2 separate regions of the Sus scrofa genome follow, and region 2 is linked to region 1. The links are chromatin contacts, called in public HiChIP or PLAC-seq maps. All regions are on one chromosome and are shown on one strand. Each heading gives the region's core, a stretch centred on a gene start, on an enhancer-like site or on the middle of the called end of the contact. The rest is flanking DNA. Distances are from core to core; before and after follow the strand shown.

The links. HiChIP or PLAC-seq counts read pairs in DNA pulled down with a chosen protein or histone mark.
Region 2: an H3K27ac HiChIP or PLAC-seq map of skeletal muscle shows a contact between it and region 1, with 3 times the contacts expected there. The contact joins the promoter of RAPGEF1 here to the promoter of NUP214 in region 1. A contact is called at or near these places in 1 of 5 promoter capture datasets (fetal liver) and 1 of 2 datasets of contacts at active chromatin or transcription factors (skeletal muscle).

What each region holds. Positions count from the first base shown.
Region 1 is chr1:271,102,195-271,105,202 of Sscrofa11.1, forward strand. It overlaps NUP214 (nuclear pore complex protein Nup214), which reads left to right and starts at 1,644. Exons shown (of 35, transcript XR_002337892.1): 1 at 1,644-2,050.
Region 2 is chr1:271,623,245-271,626,342 of Sscrofa11.1, forward strand. It overlaps RAPGEF1 (rap guanine nucleotide exchange factor 1), which reads right to left and starts at 1,365. Exons shown (of 26, transcript XM_005654593.3): 1 at 1,138-1,365. The coding sequence starts at 1,198.

The DNA.
Region 1 (3,008 bases), core at 394-2,893:
GAGAGGAGAGCAGGTGGGCATGTCCCCAGCTGCTAGAAAGGGTGGGAAAGCGTCCTCATTGGATAGGGAGTGTCCTGGGAAACCCCCTCGGTTCCTTCACGTGTCTTGGAACTCAGCTCCTGGGTCTCAAGAGTGGTCCCTGGAAAGGGTGTGTGTGTGTGTGTGTGTGTGTGTGTGTGTGTGTGTGTGTGTGTGTGTGTGTGTGTGTGTGTGTGTGTGTGTGTGTGTGTGTGTGTGTGTGTGTGTGTGTGTGTGTGTGTGTGTGTGTGTGTGTGTGTGTGTGTGTGTGTGTGTGTGTGTGTGTGTGTGTGTGTGTGTGTGTGTGTGTGTGTGTGTGTATTTCAGGTTGTGGCCATTAGCTCTAGGACTCTTATTTTTCTGGCCATGGGCTCAGCTTCTTAGAAGTTCCGCTGTTTCCTCTCTGAAAGACCAAATCTAACTAATATAACCAGCAACTTGGGGGCTGCCAATATGGCTTCACCCCTGCCATTGGAAAGGAGGGAGTGTATGGGGCAAATTCAGGTGGATGCAGTATGTGTGTATGTATGCATGTGAGTGTGTGCGGTACCAGATATCTCTACAGAATGGAAATAAAACAAACTTATCAACGTCTTGATTGGTGTATTTTGGGGGTGGTTCTGGGCCTTAGTAAACTGAGAAGCACTAGCTGATATAGTGACAGACTAAAAGAATGTGTCCTGTGTGCCAGGTGCTGTTAAACGTTGAACTTCCTTTGCTTCTCATAGCAACCCCATGAGTAAGGTTCCATTATGTCATTTTTGTTTGAGAAATGAGAAGCAGGCTTGGAGCAGATGAGGAGTCTGCTGAAAACCAAGCAGTGACAGAATACGTACCCCTCCCCCCATCTTCCCGGGAGCTGATCACAGCCTCCAAGCTAAGAATCTCTGTCCTAGAGCATTTACAGTTCCACTGCAAAAATCTCTACGTAGGACTGTGTCATAGTCAGCAATCAGTATATTCAGACAAGCCGAACTCTAATCCTGCCTTCACCACTTGAGGGGCACTGGGGAATTTTCTTAACTCCTCTGTGCTTCCAGTCACCTCAATCAATTAAATGGCAGTGACAACCCCTAGGTGACTACTGAAGAGTAAACAACACATCTAAAGTGTTTTGTGGGAGTTCCCGTTGTGGCACAGCGGAAATAAATCTGGCTAGTATCCAGGACCATGCGGGTTCCATCCCTGGCCTGGCTCGGTGGGGTCGGGGATCTCGCGTTGCTGTGGCCTGCTGTGTAGGCTGCCCGTTGTAGCTCTAATTAGACCCCTAGCCTGGGAACTTCCATATGCCACACAGGCGGGGCCTAAAAACCATAAATTAAATAGTGTTTTGCCCAGTTTTTGGGCCCTTGCACCGGAAACGATTACCTTGAAAGGCGTAAACAAAGCTAATCACTGGTGCCCTCTAATCTCCCCTTTCAGCCATTAGACACAGAAGAGTCTCGCTGGCGACACCCACCTCACCAACTTCCCGCACTTTTCCCTCCACTCTCCCGGCCTCCAAAGCCCTTCTCAGGAGCTGCCCCTTGGAAGTATTTGTCAAGTTCCTAACTTCTCTACAATTGGAGCTATTAATAACCACCTACATCCACAGATTACAGTGTCGTTTCCATTAAACGAGCGTGGAGGCCCTGCAGGTGCACCGCTCAAAGAACGAAAGCGAAACCGCGCCACCTGCTAAAGCGGCTGCTGCAACCGGACCTCCCGCGCGCAGGCGCCCCAGCTCCCGGGCCACGCCCCCTACTCGGTCCAAGCCAGCCAATGGGAGGCGGCGGCCAGGAGGGCTCAAGACTTCAGAAGGGCCCTCAGCCTCCCTTCACAGGTCCGCGGACCGAGGAGCTTGACGTCACCAATGCGCGCCGGAAGTACGTAATCTGCGGAGCGCTGCTCAACCTGAAGAAAGGAAGTTGGCCTGGAAGCGCCTGGGTAGTGTTGGCGAGGCCCCGGGCAGCCGCGGTGGCTGCTTTGACCAGTTGAGAGCGGCGAGATGGGAGACGAGATGGACGCCGTGATCCCCGAGCGGGAGATGAAGGTCAGACACTGGCCGGGGCCTCCCCCCCTTTCTTAGTTCAGGTGTTGCCTGCGAGACGCGAGTGTCGGCTGCCCCGCCCCCCGCCTGCAGCTCGAACTGTTTGCCGGGCTCACGGTTCTCACCAACGCGTCCTGGAGAGCTCTGCCGTGCCGCCGGCGTAAAAGCCCCACTGAATGCAGTTTTGCCGCCCTAGTTGGTCTTGTCTGAGCTTCTTGAGTTATCCTAACTACGCTTTTTTTTTTGGCCGCGCTCGCGGCTTGCGGAAGTTTTTGGTCCAGGGATCGAACCCGAGCTGCTGCAGTGACAACTCTGGATCCTTTAACCGCTAGACCACAAGGGAACTCTTCTCCTACCTACTCTAATGTGGTGGTCGGAGTAGTGGTCATAACCACTGTGTATCGAGCGTTTGCTTTATGCCAGGCACTGATAATTATCACAGCAACTTACGAAGTGCTTGTTAATATAGAGTAGCAAGTTGAGGCTCAGAAAGTAACTTGCCCAAAGCCTCATTTGACAAGCGTGCAGAAATTTAGGTGTTTGTCGTTAGTGTTTTCAAGACCCTCTCTCAGGTGCCAGTACTTCTGTAAGGTGGTCCAGGCTTGCCCGTTCATCACTGAACCTTGTAAGAGCTTTAGTTAACTGGAACTGGAGGACTCTTTTGGTCCTGGAAATCAACCTGAAGTCAGAACACTTGAGCGGGCCAGCTGAGCCAAATGATGAGAGGGAATTCACAAGAAAACAGGACTGTGTTGTAGGAAGACTTTAGGTATCTGAACAACTAATCACTGAAGTGCATTTAAAGCGTAGTAATCCATACCATGTTTAGAGCTGTGATGCTCTCTTTCTCCTTGAGAATCACTGCCCTGGATGAGCCACCCAGTGAGTGTGCCATGTTCCTCAGATATGCTGGGGCAGAAGGATGAAGAGGTTTAAGAACAACCACCTTCCTGGGTTACTG
Region 2 (3,098 bases), core at 115-2,614, 520 kb after region 1:
AGAACTCTCCACGCCCCTCTCAGCACCTGCCAGGATTTAATAAGCGAAACATCGAAGATGCTCAGCACAGCGCCGGATATATAGAAAACCCTCCAGAAAGGCCACGAAAATGTCCTTTCTGGGCTTAACCCACAGCCGGCGAGTCAGACCGCCTTCTGGGTCCACTTCGAGGCGCTTCTCAGAAACGGGTCCTGGCTCAACCTGGGAAACCAGCAACTTCCCAATCAGTGCAACCTGCCCCCTCCAGCCCCCCTAAAAGCCTGCCTTCCCAAACTGCCAAGGAGGACAAGGTACCAGGCTAGGACAACCAGGGATGTTCGCTGCCTTGGACTCAAGGATGTGCCCCGCAAGGTGCACAGTGCCGCGGGCTAATTAAGCCCTGGGCCCCAGGTGCGCGGCCCAGGTGGCATCTTTGGGGATCTACTCCCATAACAGGAGGGCAAAAGCCAGGTAACCGGAAGGCAAGGCTCCGAGACTTCTAGGAACACACAAAGAGAGGAGGTTTGCACCAAGCTTTCTGGTCGACCCCAAACCCAACCGGCTCCCCACACGCCCTGCTTTCCAGGGCGCAGCTCGATCTCAGAGGAAAGCTCGCCCGCGCCCTGAAAACGCCCAGACACATCCTGCCTGCTTCCTTTGAAGCCTCCGAAGTGGATACTTCTGGTTAAATTTAAACTCCGGGCTCCTTCGAAATGACACCTTTTACGGCTCGGCTCTATTCACCGTCTCAAAGACGCCCGCCCGCCGCCGGGGCTCGGCTCGGGCGCTGCAGCCACTCGGACACGCGGCCGCGGTCCCCCGCCTCGTCCCCGGTGCCAGCCGTTGTCTGAAAGTTCACGCCGCGGGCCGAGGGGCGCGCACCGACCGGCCCGGCCGCGGGGCCTTGCGCTCCGGCCGCGTCCGCCCCGCGCCCCCGGCCCCCGGGCCCCGCCGGTCGCGCGCCCCGGGGAGCGCCGAGCAGCCCGGCCCGCCGCCCGCCGAGGCCCGCGGAGGCGAAGCCGCGACGCGCCCAGCAGGCCCGGCGGCGGTTTCACTTCTGCTCCCGGCGCAGCGCCGGGCCCGCGGGTCCCGGGAGCCCGGCCGCCCCGCCCGCCCGCCCGAGGCACGGGCCGCGCCGCGCCGGCCGCCGCGCCTCACCTGCTTTCTCGATCTTGCCGGACATTTCCGGGCTGCGCCGGAGGCCGAGGCCGCCGCTCATCGGGCCCGGGCCGGGCCGCTGCGGGGCCACAGGCCGGCGCGGCCGCCGCTCGCCTCGGCCCTGGCTCGCCGCGCCTCAGACCCGCGCCGGCATGGCGGGCTCCGCGGGCCGCGGCCTCTGCGCTCGGCCAGCGGCGCTCCAGCCCGCCCGGGGCCGCCGCCGCTCCGCCTCCTCCGCTCCGGCCGCCGCCGCCGCCGCCGCCGCTTCCCGGGCCCGCGAGCCGGCCGCAGCGCCGCGCCGCGCCGCCGCCGCCGCCCGCTGGCCTCGGCCGCGGCCAGAGCGCCACCTACCGGGCGGCCGCCGCGCCGCCGTGGGCCCAGCGCCCCCTGCCGACTCGGAGCCGGCCTGAGCCTCCCGCCCGGGATGCAGCGCCCCCTGCCGGCCCGGAGTCTCCGCGCCGGAGCGTTGGCCCGACCTCCCAAGCCGCACCTGGGAGTCAGGGTGCCCTGCCGGCACAGAACCTCTCTGCCAGGGCCTGGGGTTGGACCCCGCCCCAGATTCAGCATCCTCTGCCATGGAAGCAGCTCCCAACCTGGATCTGGCTGAGAGCTTGCCCAGATCCCTCCCCACTTGAGACCCAGCATCCCCTGCTGGCCTGTAGTCTCCATACCGTGGCTTGGGACTGACACCCCAACCCGGGTTCAGAGCCTCCCCTGCCCAGGTCCTGGAATGCCCCCCTCACTTGGAACACAGGGCCCCTCCCAAACTCTAGCCTCCATGCCTGGGTGACTGACACCACCCAGGATTCAGAGTGCCCTGATGGCCCACACTCCATGCCAAGCCTGGGGCCCATCCCCCTCCCTCTACCTGGGTCTCAACAGCCCATTTGGGTTGAGTCACCTGGTAAGGGCTCCCTGCCATCCCAGAGCCTGGAGGCTGGGGACTGACCTGACCTGACCAGGGGCTCCTCCTGACCCGACCTCTCCCCTCACCTAAGACTCAGCACCACCTGAGAGCAGGAGCCACCTGGCCAGGTCAAGGCCTGATTCCACTTAGAGCTCAGTGTCCCCAGAGGCCCAGCCCATGAGGATGCAACAACCGTGTCCTCTCTACTCATTCAACCCCCAAAGGGGGACCAAGCTATCCTCCAGCCTGGACGTCAGCTATGGGACATTCAGAGTGTGGCAGTGAGTTCAGTAAAAGTCATTGGTTTGAGAATCAAACAACCTACTAGAGGAGTTAACACGGAGCTCAGTGGGTTAAGGATCTGACATTATCGCTGCTGTGACTCTGATTACTACTGTGATGGAGATTCAGTCCCTGGCCTGGGAAGCTCCACGTGCCTTGGGCACGCCAAAAAAAAAAAAAAAAAAAAAAAAAAAAAAAAAAAAAAAATTCCTACTAGGACCAGGCACTGTGTGAGCTGCTACGGGTCCTACAAAAATGTGCAAAATTGATTCTTCCCTCCAAAGAGTTCATAATTTGAGGAGTCAAAGTTAAATCATATAAAGCAAATAAAGATAACACACATTCAGTAACAGGGGATGTTCACATGTAGAAAAATCTCCTGCCCTCTGCTCGCTGTTCTTGGCCCCAGATGAAGTTCAAAGAAATAACTCGAAGTGAACTCAGCTGGTTTTCCCTCGAAATAGGTTAATTAAATAAGCTGGTGATGGGGACGGGATTTGGCAGGGGTGCAGGGAGAAGGGAAGGTAAATCCTGTTTGCATCGCCCCAACTTCTGGTGGGCTCGCTGATTCTGTGAGAGCTGGCCCTTGGTGGCAGCCAAATTCCCAGAGCCGTCGGTTCTAACTCTCTAGGGGTCAACGGCAAAAAGCCAAAGATTGACAAATTCATCTCTCTTCGAGCTGGTGAGTGGCTGCTCTGAGCCAGAGTGCCACTGCTCAGTTCTCTTGGAAGTCGCATCGCCAGGCGGAATCAGCCCTTGGCCCCGGACCGCC